Linked DNA regions of Sus scrofa: all the other regions are linked to region 3. Evidence: chromatin contacts called from public Hi-C and promoter capture Hi-C data. All regions are on one chromosome and are shown on one strand. Each heading gives the region's core, a stretch centred on a gene start, on an enhancer-like site or on the middle of the called end of the contact. The rest is flanking DNA. Distances are from core to core; before and after follow the strand shown. Region 1 holds the start of DTYMK (thymidylate kinase). Region 2 holds the start of CAPN10 (calpain 10). Region 3 holds the start of PPP1R7 (protein phosphatase 1 regulatory subunit 7). Region 4 holds the start of DUSP28 (dual specificity phosphatase 28).

Evidence for each region. Promoter capture Hi-C pulls out the DNA fragments that hold promoters and counts their contacts. A called contact is a pair of places that touch in the nucleus more often than the background predicts.
Region 1: a promoter capture Hi-C map of liver shows a contact between it and region 3, with 3 times the contacts expected there. The contact joins the promoter of DTYMK here to the promoter of PPP1R7 in region 3. A contact is called at or near these places in 1 of 5 promoter capture datasets (liver), 3 of 47 Hi-C or Micro-C datasets (heart right ventricle, liver and skeletal muscle) and 1 of 2 datasets of contacts at active chromatin or transcription factors (alveolar macrophages).
Region 2: a promoter capture Hi-C map of liver shows a contact between it and region 3, with 2.1 times the contacts expected there. The contact joins the promoter of CAPN10 here to the promoter of PPP1R7 in region 3. A contact is called at or near these places in 2 of 5 promoter capture datasets (fetal skeletal muscle and liver) and 1 of 47 Hi-C or Micro-C datasets (heart right ventricle).
Region 4: a contact with region 3 is called in a Hi-C map of liver, with 7 times the contacts expected there. The contact joins the promoter of DUSP28 here to the promoter of PPP1R7 in region 3. A contact is called at or near these places in 2 of 47 Hi-C or Micro-C datasets (heart right ventricle and liver).

Annotation. Positions count from the first base shown.
Region 1 is chr15:140,254,248-140,257,380 of Sscrofa11.1, forward strand. It overlaps DTYMK (thymidylate kinase), which reads right to left and starts at 1,556. Exons shown (of 5, transcript XM_021076414.1): 1 at 1,348-1,556. The coding sequence starts at 1,477.
Region 2 is chr15:139,555,652-139,559,102 of Sscrofa11.1, forward strand. It overlaps CAPN10 (calpain 10), which reads left to right and starts at 2,121. Exons shown (of 12, transcript NM_001044529.1): 1 at 2,121-2,301. The coding sequence starts at 2,176.
Region 3 is chr15:139,916,576-139,919,600 of Sscrofa11.1, forward strand. It overlaps PPP1R7 (protein phosphatase 1 regulatory subunit 7), which reads left to right and starts at 1,434. Exons shown (of 10, transcript NM_001243902.1): 1 at 1,434-1,515. The coding sequence starts at 1,464. It also overlaps a transcript of PASK not described here.
Region 4 is chr15:139,535,223-139,538,656 of Sscrofa11.1, forward strand. It overlaps DUSP28 (dual specificity phosphatase 28), which reads left to right and starts at 1,606. Exons shown (of 2, transcript XM_003359711.4): 1 at 1,606-2,622; 2 at 2,830-3,434. The coding sequence starts at 2,230. The coding sequence ends at 2,958.

The DNA.
Region 1 (3,133 bases), core at 306-2,805, 340 kb after region 3:
CGTCTGCGACCTACACCACAGCTCACAGCAACACCAGATTCTTAACCCACTGAGCGAGGCCAGGGATGGAACCTGCATCCTCATGGATACTAGTCAGGTTCATTTCCGCTGAGCCACAACGGAAACTCTGAACTTAGTTTCATTTTACAGCTTTAGATTCAGACTCAGACCTCAAGAAAGGGCAGCAGTGGGCAGATACGCTGGGCTGAAAGATGCTTTAGGAAGAAGGAACTCAGGCAGAAAGGAGCAACTGCAAAAATGCCAACAAGCTGACCAGACTGCGAACCAAAAAAGGTCAATCATAGTGCCTATACCTGTACATCAACCAACACAGGACTGTGTGGCACTGTATGTACTAATTGAAAAAAATCTGTAAGTGGACCAGCACAGTTCAAACCTCTGTTGTTCAAGAGTAAACTGGGTAAGATTTGCAGACTGGCTGGCCTAAAGATTAAAATGATAAGTATCTATAGTTCTCCTGTGGTGCAGTGGCTTAGAGATCTGGTGTTGTCACTGTAGCAGCTTGGGTGGCTGCTGTGGTGCAGGTTCCATCCTTGGTCTTAGTCTTTCCACAGGCCATGAAAACCAAAAAAAAAAAATCAGTAAATAGAAAAAAATGATAAATACTCAAAAAGCATTTTCAGAGTTCCCATTGTGGCTCAGAGTGTTAAGAACATGACAGTGTTGGTGAGGGTGCAGGTTTGATCCCTAGCCTTGCTCAGTGGGTAAAGGATCTGGTGTTGCTGCAAACTGCAAACTGCAGCATAGGCTACAGACGTGCAGCTCAGATCCGGTGTCCATGTGGCTGTGGCCCAGGTCGCAGATGCGGCTCAGATGCCGTGTGGCTGTGGTGTAAGCCATGGCTACAGCTCCAATTTGACCCCTAGCCAGGCAACTTCCATATGCCACAGGTGCAACCCTAAAACATATATATATATACACATACATATGGGCAAACAAAGCTAGTCAAACAAAACAGAGACTTGGATTACAGACAGCACCAGGAGACTTCTAGGGGTGATGGATACAGTCATTATCTTGACTGTAAAGATGGTTTCCTGGGTGTACACGTGTATCAAGACCCACTAAACACGTAGCATCAGAGCTACGCAAAAATAGAAGCACAGATGCATCCCGCTGAATGACAGGAACCAGGGCCGGCTCACAGGGCGCACATGGACGGCAGCCCCGCGCTCGGAGCTCCCCACCAGCAGACGGACAGCGAGCGCGTGTGCAGCAGCACTAGACTTCGCTCCTCCGTCCTCGGGTGCCCGCGAAGCCCGCGGGCCCCGCCCCCACCCAGGGTCCTCCCTTGGCCCCCGGCCTCCCGGAGCCCGGCGCGCCCACCCGGGAAGCGCAGGAGCTCGGCGCGGTGGCCCGCGGCGCACAGCGCGTCCACCAGCTTGCGGCTCTGCGTGCTCTTCCCCGCGCGGTCCACACCCTCCAGTACGATGAGAGCCCCGCGCCGGCCCGCCATCTCCGCGCCTTCCCGCCGCTGCCGCCGCCTCGCGTCGCCGCGTCGCCGCACCGCCCGGACCTCCCATTGGCCGACGTCCGCGGTGCGCGCCGGGATTGGCTCAGGTGGGACGGCGCCCAGGACGTGCGTTGAGATTGGCTGAGATTTTCTGGCGTCCCCGGCGCGCATTGGGATTGGCTCAGGTAGGACGGCGTCCGGGACGCGCTCTAGGATTGGCTAAAATGTTCTGGCGTCTGAAGCGCGCGCTAGGATTGGCTGCGATCTTCTGGCGTGCGGGGCGCGCGCTGGGATTGGCTGGGACAAGTCCGGCAGAGGCGGGGCGCCGTGTCGGGGTCGTGGGCGCTGGGTGGCGGGAACCCGGCGTGTGCGTTTGACCACGCTACGCTCGGAGCCTGCCTGTCGCCCTCAGGAATTGGCACCTGGGGGGCGGAAAGTTTGAGGGCGCGTGGTCCCGCGCCCAGAAGGCGCTCGGGATGTCTTGCCCCTGTTGTCTTCAGGCCGTGTGTTTCCCTCCCGTCAGGCCGGTCCCTAGTGTCCTCGGAACCTCGCGGCCGCCCGGCGGCGCCTCCCCGAATGCCGTCCCAGTGGGGGTCTTTCCTCAAGGCGGGGCTTTGGGGCGGAAAGCAACTTGAGGCCCGTAAGAAGCTAGAACGGCCTTTCCGGAACGTGGAACGTCTGAGTTTGCCACGGAGAGGCGCTCGTGTGGAACTGGAGGCGGTAGAAACTTGGCAGCCCTGGGATTCTGGGCTCTGCCCGCCAGGGAGCCTTTGAGAACCTCCGGACCTACCCTCCCCAGTGCATCCCGTGCTGTGCCACGCCCTGTGTCGCCGCGACCCACCATACCTTTGGTAGCTTTATGCTTTCCCGGTTGACCCTTTCTTGATTTAGTTTGAGGTTCTGGAAGGGCGATAGAATCTGTTACTCCCGGTTAATTGGCTTCCTTCTTTGGTGTGGAGCTTGGCGGTGTAACCAGAGCTGACTTTCAAGCACAACTTTTAAAATCGTCTGTGAGGTTCCCTGCACCCCCTCCTAACCCCAGTGAGAGAACAGCATGTGCACAATTAGGTTGCTGTTTCATCCCAGATCCTGGAATGAAGACGCACCGCCCAGCTGCAGCCCCAGTAAGAAATAAGCAGCTGTGATTCTGAGTCTCCTGAGATGCAGTGCTTTTTGTTACTGCAGTGTAACCTGGTGGAAGATCAAGGTACTGATGTTGCTTTCGTCTGATCAATATATCTTGTTCTAAAATGTCCATCTCCTTGCCTTCAAGAGGAGGAAGGGATTAAGTGCTGGAGATGGGCACTTGCCATCTGCCTGTACAAGGAGTGACTGGTGAGTCACTGCACCTGCTGACCCTCATCCGCTGGAAGAGCTCGGGGTGAGAGCAGGAGCGAGGCTCTCAGTGCCCTAGGAGAACTGGCAGAACAGGCCTTCAGACAGGTACTTTCAGGAGAGGATTTTATGAGCCCAATCATTGCATCTCCTTGTATCTGGAAAAGCACTGAAATCCTTCATGGTGGTGACTGCTCCTCATGACAAGCAGTGACCTTCACGACGCTGGCAGTTAACTTCTGTAAAATGTGTGTGTGCTTGTACCTCCCCCTTCGCCCAAATCTCATGTATGCTGACGTTCCGCCTACCTCTCGAGTGGTATTT
Region 2 (3,451 bases), core at 871-3,370, 360 kb before region 3:
TGCCATCTTAGTGTTGGTCACAAGCCCATCTCTGAAGACCCGGGCTCTGCTTACCCGGCACCAAGGGTCGCCTGGCCCCTCGTCCAGGCCTGGGCCCAGCCCTGGGCAACTGACATGCCCACGGGGTGCTGCCTGTTCCTCAGAGCATGCAAGCCTGGGCAAGCAGCACAGCAGAGGCCCCCTTAAAGAGTCCAGATCCTGGGCTGGCCCCAGCTCTGCCACTAACCACCCCCTGGGTTACCTGGGGCAGACCAAGTGCCCAGCACCCGGGCAGGGAAGAGGCTCATCTCTTCCTGGCTGAGGACACCCACGTGAAGCGGGGCCTGGGCCACTCCGGATTCCTTCCGGAGTGCAGACCGGCCAAGGAGTCAGAGACCTCTGCGAGAGTTAGCACCCTTGGGAGCTGGAAGGTCAAGTAAGCACCCAGAGAGAGAGAGAGAGGGCTCAGATGGTGCCGCCACTCCTTCTTCTAGTACCCTAGGGCCCCACAGCAGGTGGCTGGGGCCTGGGGGGGTCAAAAGAGCCTAAGCCATGCTGCCACTACCAGCTGCTACTCACACGGGCCCTGCTGGGCCTCTCAGAGGGAAGAGCCACAGCTGTCACAGCCACCCAGGGCTCCAGAGTACGAAGGTCAGGACAGGGGCTCAAGGACCAGGCTGTTTCTCATTTGCAATAGGGACTTCCCTTTTGTTTTTTTGTTTTGTTTCCGTCTTTTTTGGTCCTTTTAGGGCCGCACCCGCGCCATATGGAGTTTCCCAGGCTAAGGGTCTAATCGGAGCTGCAGGCACCAGCCTATGCCACAGCCACAGCAACGCCAGATCCAAGCCGCATCTGCAACCTACACCACAGCTCACGGCAACGCCAGATCCTTAACCCACTGAGCAAGATGGGATCAAACCTGCAACCTCATGGTTCCTAGTCGGATTAGTTTCCGCTGAGCCAAGACAGGAACTTGGGAACTTCTCTTTGGGATAAGATTGCAGAACGGCTTCAATCTGACGACCATTCATATGGGGGGGGGGAGCAAAATCGGCCTGGGGATGCAAAAAATCTCAGAAACTCTATAGGTAGCAGAGAGCTGTCCTAGAAGGATTGAGGCCCTCTTCTCCACCGTGCGACCCTCTGTGAAGGCTCCAGCCGCAGGGAAGAAGAAGTAGCAAAGAATAAGCCTCGGGCTCACTGCCTTCCTTCCTGGGAGTGTGGATGGGGAAGGGCGGGATCCTGCAGCAAGGGTAAACCCTTAGACAGATCCCGAAATCACTGTCCTCCCCAACCCGCAGCACTGAGCGGCCGTGAGCTATAACCGCAAGTCCGGCGGGTCACCGTGCAGCCCACCAGAACCAGATGCCCGGCCATCCGGGGACCAGGAGGATGCTCCAGCCCGACTCCCTGCCCTGCTCAGAATACAGCGCGTCTGACCGGAGCCTGCCTTGACACAGCTTCTCCGGCCCGGGAAGGCCCTCCGCGGGCTGGGACACGCCCCAGGACCCCAGCACACAACATCGGCAGACCACACAACGCCCCGGCCCGCTCACAGTTCCCCTCCCAAGAGTCACCCGCTTTCCCGACAGCAGGCGCCGGGCCCGCCGCCCACGCCGGAAGAGGTGCATTCTGGGAGGGGCGCGGCAGGCTGGGATCTGTAGTTCGCGGCCCATCCTCGGCCGAGGCCGCTCTGGCCCGTTCGGCCCCAGGAACCTGCGAGTCCAGGAGATCCCGACGCCCCGACCCGAGCCGCATCGGCCCGAGGACAAGACGCTGCCGGCCTCCCAGGTGTGAGTCTTAGCGAGCACAGCTACGAGCCTCGGGACGGAGAAGCGCAGCCGCCGGGACCGCACAGCCCCGCCACCTCTTACCTCGGGAGCCACGCCCCCCTGGGGCTGGGACTCTCGCGCGGACTTCCCAACACTCGAATGCGATTGGGCCGTTCTGTCATGTGACCAGTAGCGACTCACCTGGTTGGCTGCAGCCTAGGACGGCGGTTACCGGGGCGACGGAGGGGGCGGGCACCCCTGCCGGATGGGACTGCGGGGCCCGCGGGGCTGGGGGGCCGGGCCGCGCAGGGGAGCGCGGTGCTGGCGGGACCGCGGCCGGCCTGCCCTCTCGCAGGGCTGCGGGCCCCCTCGGCTGCGCTCGGCACGGGGCGTGGGCTGCAGATGGGAGCCCGGGGGCCCCAAGATGCGGGCGCCGGCCAGGGAGCTTTTCCGAGACTCTGCCTTCCCCGCGTCGGACTCCTCGATCTTCTCCAGCTTCTCCACGCCGCTGGTCCAGTTCCGGGAGGAGATCACGTGGAGGCGGCCCCAGGTGGGGCGGGGGGCGCGCGGGTCTCGCGCTGGGTCTCTAGGCGCCGCTTCCTGCTGTGGTGCGAGCGGGGCGGCAGGGATCAGGCGGGGCTGGGCACAGAGCTCTCGGCAGGGTCTGCTGCTGCTGCTGCTGTTCTCACGAGTGGGCTCCCACGCCGCCTCCCATCCCACTCCAGCAGTGCTGGACCCGGGCTCGCGGCCCCTACCTGCGTGAGCTCTTTTCCGTAGGCGATTCAAAGCGCAGCCAGAGGGGCGTTTTAGCAGACACAAGCTTAGCCCCACTTGCGGGTGCCCCGAAGAGCTTCTAGTCTGCAGGGCCCTTCTGGCCGCAAGCTTTCTGGTTCCTTCTTCCATTCATGCTCCCGTGGAAGGGCCATGTTTTGCTGAGCAAATTACCGTTTTGGACTTTGTGCACTGGCACTGTCAGTTGTAAACACCTGAATTGAGGGGTGCTCCGGCCTGGTGCTGTGTTGATATCTTTAGAAATGGTGTATTGGCCGAGTAAGACTGCCCAGGGAGCAACCCCGCTCCCCCTGAGTGCTTGCAGCCTTAGTGGAAACATCTGTGTGGCGCCAGCCCGGGAACAAAGGTAGAACTGCTCGGCTATGGCCGCTGAGGGGCTTTCCTTGGGCAACAGTGTTTTGCCTGAGGGTGGCAAGGGCCAAAGAGCCTAATTGGCCCTGCCAGTGGAGTGTGGTGGTGGTGGTGGTGGTGGTTTTAAAGGATTGTAGGTTCAATAGGAGGCTGCTCAGGTATTTTTAGTAGAAGAGTGATTCCTTTGGATTTGTGTTTCAGGAGGCTCACTCTTTCCACCGGGTGTGAAATGGATTGTTGGGGCAGGGGTGCAGGTGGCCACTGCAGTGGTCCAGGAGAAAGAGGAGGGCCTCAGGTTCGTGTGAGCACCACTGGGATGTGCTTTGGAGTCGGTGGATCCGAGAAGCATCTTGGAGGGAGGGTTGGTCGTTCTTAGTGATGATTGGAAGTAGAGGGTGAGGGTAAAGGACACATCAAGAATGACTGGGTTTCTGGCCTGAGCGCCGGCTGGCTGGTGGTCTCATCTGATGAGCTGGGGAAAGCGGGAGGCGGGAGAGCTAGGGGTGGAAGTCTAGGGTTGGGCTTTGCCCTCCATGTTCATGCGGGGCCAACTGCGG
Region 3 (3,025 bases), core at 184-2,683:
AAAGAATACAGCAACTGAAAAATACACTAGAAGGGATCAACGGTAGGAACTCTCTGGTGGTCTAGCCAGTTAAGGATGCGGCGTTGTCACTGCCCGGAATCGGGTTCGACCCCTGACCCGGGAACTTCCGCGTGCGGTGCGCGCGGCCAGAAAGAAAAAAAAGGCGCGGGTGAGCAGGTTGAAGACAAAGGCCAGAGAGGTAGCGGGCTCACGCTTTCACCCCGCGCTGCGCGGAAGAGCTCCGTGCCGCGCGTTCTCCCGGGGCCCACCTTCCAGCGGGGACGAGGGCACCCAGCCCCTCCGAGGGTGAGGATAGTGCGGGGGGCGTGTGGCCCCAGGACCTGCCGCGGCGCGGATGGCGGCAAACGGCCGCAAGGCGGCAAGCGGGCCTCCAGCCGGCCGGACCGCACGGAGGGAAGGCGGGCGGCGCGGGGCGCGGGCCGGCTCTCAGCGCACGCTTCTCACCGAAGGCCGGAGAGTCACCCGCCGAGTTCGCTTCACCCGCCAAGAAGGAACCGATCCGCGCCTCCTGCCCCGCCAGCCAATGGCAGGGCGGCCGGCGCCAAACGGCAGTCCCCACGGGCCAACCCCTGGCGCCGGTGGGCGGGACCCAGCGAGCGAGCCGAGACGCGCGCGACAACGGTTGCTAGGGACGCACCGGAGGCCTACGGCGCCTCGGAGGAGCCAAAGGGGCTGCGCCTCCACCTGCGCAGTCCGCGGACGCCGTGCTTCTGGCCTCAGGATTGAGGCGGTGAACAGAGCGGAGCTTGCCTCCCACAGGCGTCGGCCTGAAGGCAGGGCGCGCAAGGCGGCTCCTTCACGGCCCATGCTGCCTGCGGGGCCGGGGACTGACGGCGCTGTGGGGCCCGCAGTGGCTGGGTCGGCGTCCCGGGCCCCGACCTGCTCTCCAACCCCGCGTGCGGAAGGTCCCGGCTCCGGAACGAGTACAGGCGCACTGAGCTGTGCGTTAGCTGGAAGCGGCCCCTTCACACGGGCCAACTCCGCGCAGCGACGTTGGGACAAAGTCTGCCCATTGTGCAGACGCAGCCACTGAGACCCAGCGGGGCCGGTTCGCACTCGATTGACCCTCACTTTGCAGCCCCACGCAGGGACCCGCCCCTCCGTATCCAGCCACCAGCCCACGAGCGCGGATCGCCTCCCAGACTCCTCCCGCTCGCCTGCAGGCTCAGCTCCATGCGTCCGGCCCCGACTGCACCTGCCTTTTTCCCGCTCCTCGCTTCCAGAGCCTCCCCGGCACTAATCAGCTGCCTGCCGGGAGGTGAGGCTGGCTGCGGGGGGGCTGAGGATGGGCGCGGCCTCGCAGGAGGACTACAACTCCCATGAGACTCTGGGGCCGCGCAAAGCGCGTGGGACTCCATTGGCTGGGAAAGCTCTGAGCTGGGAGCCCTGATTGGCTGAGGGGCCTGAGGCGACAGATTCCGGAAAGGGGGAGAGCAGCGAACATGGCGGCGGAGCGCGGCACGGGCCAGCAACAGTCGCAGGAGATGATGGAGGGTGAGTGGCCTCGCGGGGCGGCGACCGAAGGGCCCAGCGGGTGGGGGCGGCGGCCCGTACCGGACTTGCCCGAGAGAAACGGGGCGGCGCGCTTCCGGCCGCGGCTTGGGCCCCGCAGCGCGCGCCGTCTGACATCTGCCAGCCGGCAGGGCGGGGGCGGCCCCGGACCTGGGGACCCCGGGCAGAGGCGTAGCGGGCGGCTGGGGAAGTGCCCAACCCAGAGCCAGGGGCGAGAGGCGGGGCGAGCCGGGCGCGTGGGAGGGGACTGAGGGCGCGGTGGTCCCGCAGCCCCGGCGTCGGCCAGCCCGAGGGAGCCTCCCACCGGATCTCTTGAGCCTGACTCGCGAGCCAGGTCCCCCGGCAGCTGACGATGAAACCGGGCACGGGGCTCCCTGGGACCTGCCCGAGTCAGCGTGGCGGGGCTGGAGGAGGGTCCTCGACAGCCCGTGGGTTGTGGGGAAGGGGTGACAAGGAGCCAAGAGTCGAGTTTTAGAATCGACAGCTTTCTGTTTCCAAAGCTATCATAGTTCAAAAAAAACCTACATTTCAACTTTTTTGCTTTGTTGAAAAAAATTATTTGCGTATTGTGTATGCATGTAATTACCTACACACACTTAACCCCGACCCGGAGAGTCAGCGGTGTCTTTGGGTGCTTACACACGGGCGTCCGCAGCTTTCCCAAGAGCAGCCGCTGTCTCGTGTGTGAGGTGCTAGCTAGGGAAGGAAGGGTGGGGAGCCGAGGGGAAAACAGGAAGGCTTGGCATGCTTGGGAGTGGAGGCTGCACAACCAAGGCCCGCTCTTCGCTGAACCTAGAAGGCTAACTGCAAGTCAGCCAGGTTGTGGATAGGCTGCGGGACAGATCATAGATCCTTTCAGGTGAGGGAAGCCGCTTGGATGAGGGCAAGAGGGTGTGAGAGAATGTGACCCGTTTGGAGGAGCGCACAGTCATATTGAGTGGGGGAGGGTGCCAGCGACGCTGGCCAGAGCCGTCCTGGAAGGGGGCACACGTGAAAGGTCATGGACTTTGAGGCGTTTAGATCTTTTGAGGCAAGGAAGCACCGCTTCTCATCCCCCTTCTTCCCACCTCCCACCTCCCTGGGCTTCCTCTTCACCTGTTTCCTTGTCTTGGTAAATGGCAAATGGCAACCCTAGCAGTTCTCTCTCTCCTGCTCCCACCCATGCGATTAATCACCTCCTTAATGTCTCCAAATGTTCACTACCGCTCCCATTCCTACGGCCCATACCTTGAGCCCGTCCCAAGTCTCCTTGTGTGCTGATCTGCTGTCCCTTGCCCTGCCCCTCAGGATAGTCCCAAGGTTCACTTTGGCTGCCCTTCATTTGCTAAGCCCCGCCCGCCCTGGGCTCAGCCACGCCAGACCATCGTCCAGGAGAACTTGCTGCCCCTTAGCCTTGACCACAGAGTGCCCTGTGCCTGCTAACAGCTAACCTATTAAATGTCTACACGTGTGTCTTGCACATGTTTCGTGCCTGATAGCAGCTCCGAAATGC
Region 4 (3,434 bases), core at 356-2,855, 380 kb before region 3:
AACATTCAGAAACACTTTTAGAAGGCGTATTCTGGCTACAGCGAGGAAGGCTGGCAGGCTCCTCTCCAGAGGTGGGTGCCAAGGCCAGAAGAAGGTGGCCCCAAAAGCACAGCATTCCAGGTGGAGAGAATGGATTTGCGAGTTAGGATGGCTTGTCCCCGATTCAGTAACTCAGTGGGGTGAAGGAGCTTGGGGTATCATTTAGAGGTCTTGAAACAGAAAACCCACTTTCAGCATCCAACAGTGAAGGGTGATAGGCTGTCAGGAAACCAAACCGTCCAGAGGCTGGAGGTCCTTCGCATCTGGTTAGATCCAGTGGCCCAACAATGTCAGGGACCATTTCTCCCATCTGGCTCTCATCTAGGCTTCCTTCCCTTTGAGGTCACAAGGTGAGGGCAGAGGCCCCCAAGCCCCTCTCTCCTCTTTGGTTCACAGGACAGCCCAAGCCCTTTCCTGAAGCAGTCATGGGGGGCAGGCGTCCCTGGTCGATGGAGGCAATGAGATGCCCACTTCTGCAGCAGGGGGACAGGGCATCTCCACCTAGCTGGCTGGCCTCCAGAAACTTGGGCAAACTGGACTCCCATCCTAGGAAAGTCGGAATCCCTCCTTAGGGCAAAGGGGGATGCTCCGAAGACCTTCCCGTGGTGACGTGAGGACTGCAGCCAATGAAGAGCCCCGGGTAGCAGAAAAGACCTGACAGTTACCGATGCTTGAAGGCTTCAGCTGGAATGGAGAGAATCAAAATCACCCAGAGAGGCTGTACAGGTTCTTCTGCCAGACCACCCAGTCCTGCGGGGTGGGGTGGGGGGCGGGGGGTGGATAACTGGAGAATACTTTCCGGTAGAAGGGACGGCAAATCTTAAGTAGTTAATGGAAATGAGTCAGAAGAGATGTTTTACTGTTATTAGAATTGAACTGAAACTGCAATAACTAAATGCAGTTTAAAGAACTACAAGACAGTTTTGACTGAAACTGTCAAACCAGTTGTCTGCTGTCTGACAGCAGAGCAGAAACACCTACTGAAGAAGCCTTCTTAGAAGGCAACTGTAGAGGCGCTCCTGTCGTGGCTCAGTGGTAATGAACCGACCAGTATCCACGAGGATGCGGGTTTGATCCCTGGCCTTGCTCAGTGGGTTGAGTCTGGTGTTGCTGTGAGCTCTGGTGTAGGTCACAGATGTGGCCTGGATCCTACATTGCTGCGACTGTGGTGTAGGCTGGCAGCTGTAGCTCCGATTCAACCCCTACCCTGGGAACTTCCATAAGCCACGAGTGTGGCCCTCAAAAGAAAAAAAAAAAAAAAAAAAAAAGCAGCTGTATAAAGTTTAGTTTTTGATTTTTATTTTATTGTCTTTTCTAGGGCCGCTCCAGCAGCATATGGAGGTTCCCAGGCTAGGGGTCTAATCGGAGATATAGCCACCGGCCTACGCCAGAGCCACAGCTCACAGCAACGCCGGATCCTTAACCCACTGAGCGAGGCCAGGGATCGAACCCGCAACTTCACGGTTCCTAGTCAGATTCCTTTCCGCTGTGCCACGATGGGAACTCCCTAAAGTTTAGTTTTTAAAAATTACAGTAATGACCCAAAAATTAATAGTTGAGAAAAATAAAAACGAAAATACTGGACTATGTAAAAACGTTGAAAAGCTAATGGTAAATAGTTTTATTTCATATAAACCATGTTTCACCATAAAAGGAAAATTAAAGTGCAGAAATTACAGGGTGATTTGTTAGAAGGCAGGTAACAAAAAGGAGTAAACAGCTGTACTAAAGGGCACTTCAGCTGGCACTGCAGTTATAAGAGAACTCCGTAAGGTGGCCACCAACAAAACAACGCGGTCAGTGCACAGGTGACAATCTGTGACAGTCTACCGGGCGCGTCAACCACCGCTGGAGAAGCCCACCTGCGCAGCCCCGCCTTGAAGCCGCGCGGCCCGGGCCTGCGGGCCCTGAGGCTCGTTCCCAACAACCCGGACCCGCCCACCCCGCTACGGCCAATCGGAGTCTCCCAATGGTCAAGGGGCCAGGCAACGGCCGCAGCCCCGGCTGGGCCTGACCAATGAGGAGGCGGCCAGAGCCTTGGGGGTGTGCCCCGCCTGTGCTCGGCCAAAACCCGGCCGGGAGAGGGGCGGGGCGGCCCAGGGAGGCCTCTAGCCTCTAGGGCCCTGCGGTGCCAGGCGGGCCGCCCGACGGCTCAAAATAGTCTCCGGGGTGGGTGCCCGGGCGCCGGTCATGGACCCAGAACAAGCCGAACGCCGCGGAGCTGCCGAGGCCTCCCCGCCGCCGTTCGTGCGCGTCGCACCCTCGCTCTTCCTCGGGAGCGCGCGCGCCGCGGCCGCGCAGGCGATGCTGGAGCGCGCGGGCGTCACCCTGTGCGTCAACGTCTCGCGCCAGCAGCCCGGGCCGCGCGCGCCCGGCGTGGCCGAGCTGCGCGTGCCCGTATTCGACGACCCGGCAGAGGACCTGCTGGCGCACTTGGAGCCCACCTGCGCCGCCATGGAAGCCGCGATGCGCGCAGGTGGCGCCTGCCTCGTCTTCTGCAAGAACGGCCGCAGCCGCTCGGCGGCCGTCTGCACCGCCTACCTCATGCGTCACGGCGGCCTGAGCCTGGATCGGGCCTTCCAGGTAAGCCCGGACTTCCGGGGTCGGGGCTTCCGGCGGGAACTTCCGTCAGGGCGGACCTCGAAACCGGAAGAGATTCTTCTGGGCGGGACGCGGCTCTGGGCAGGGGCGGGGCCCGCTCGTGGAGGCGGGGCCTCCGGGCCGTGGGGGCGTCTGCGGACTTGCAGCGAGCGCCGCACGGTGTGTGCAGCCTGAGCCCCTCGTTTGCAGGCCGTGAAGAGCGCCCGCCCAGTGGCCGAGCCCAACCCGGGCTTCTGGGCCCAGCTCCAGAAGTACGAGGAGGCCCTGAAGTCCCAGTCCCTCCTGCCGGGAGAGCCCGCGGGCCCGAGTGAGCCCTAGTCGGTCAGCCTTGGGGAAGGCCCAGCCCCAAAGCACCGCGCTCGGAGTTTGATGCGGCGTCCGGTGGGGAAGAGGTAATTCGTGCACCGACGGGAGGGTGCTCTTTGCCTCTCCTGCTTCACGTCCCACGGAATTTTCATTTTCTGCAACTTCCTGACGGTCTCTGGCCCCTCTTGACCGTAGTGCAGGAGTGTGTCCCCTAGGAGAGAACTGGGGACCCCTCCTCCCCAGATCACAGGTTTATTAGACAGGGCTCGGTCGGGAACATCAAAACCACTTCAATACGCTGCAGGTGCGGCCGACAAAGAGAAAAACAAAAAACAAAAAAGCTTCAGGAATTTTAGCCAGAAAGATATCTACTACAGAGAGATGGAGGCCGGGTAGCCAAGGTCAGGAGTCTCGCAGCCTCTGCACCCTGACCAGGGCTGCCTTCCACTCGGATGCGGGGGACTCTGGGAGGACATCTGGGGCTGCCA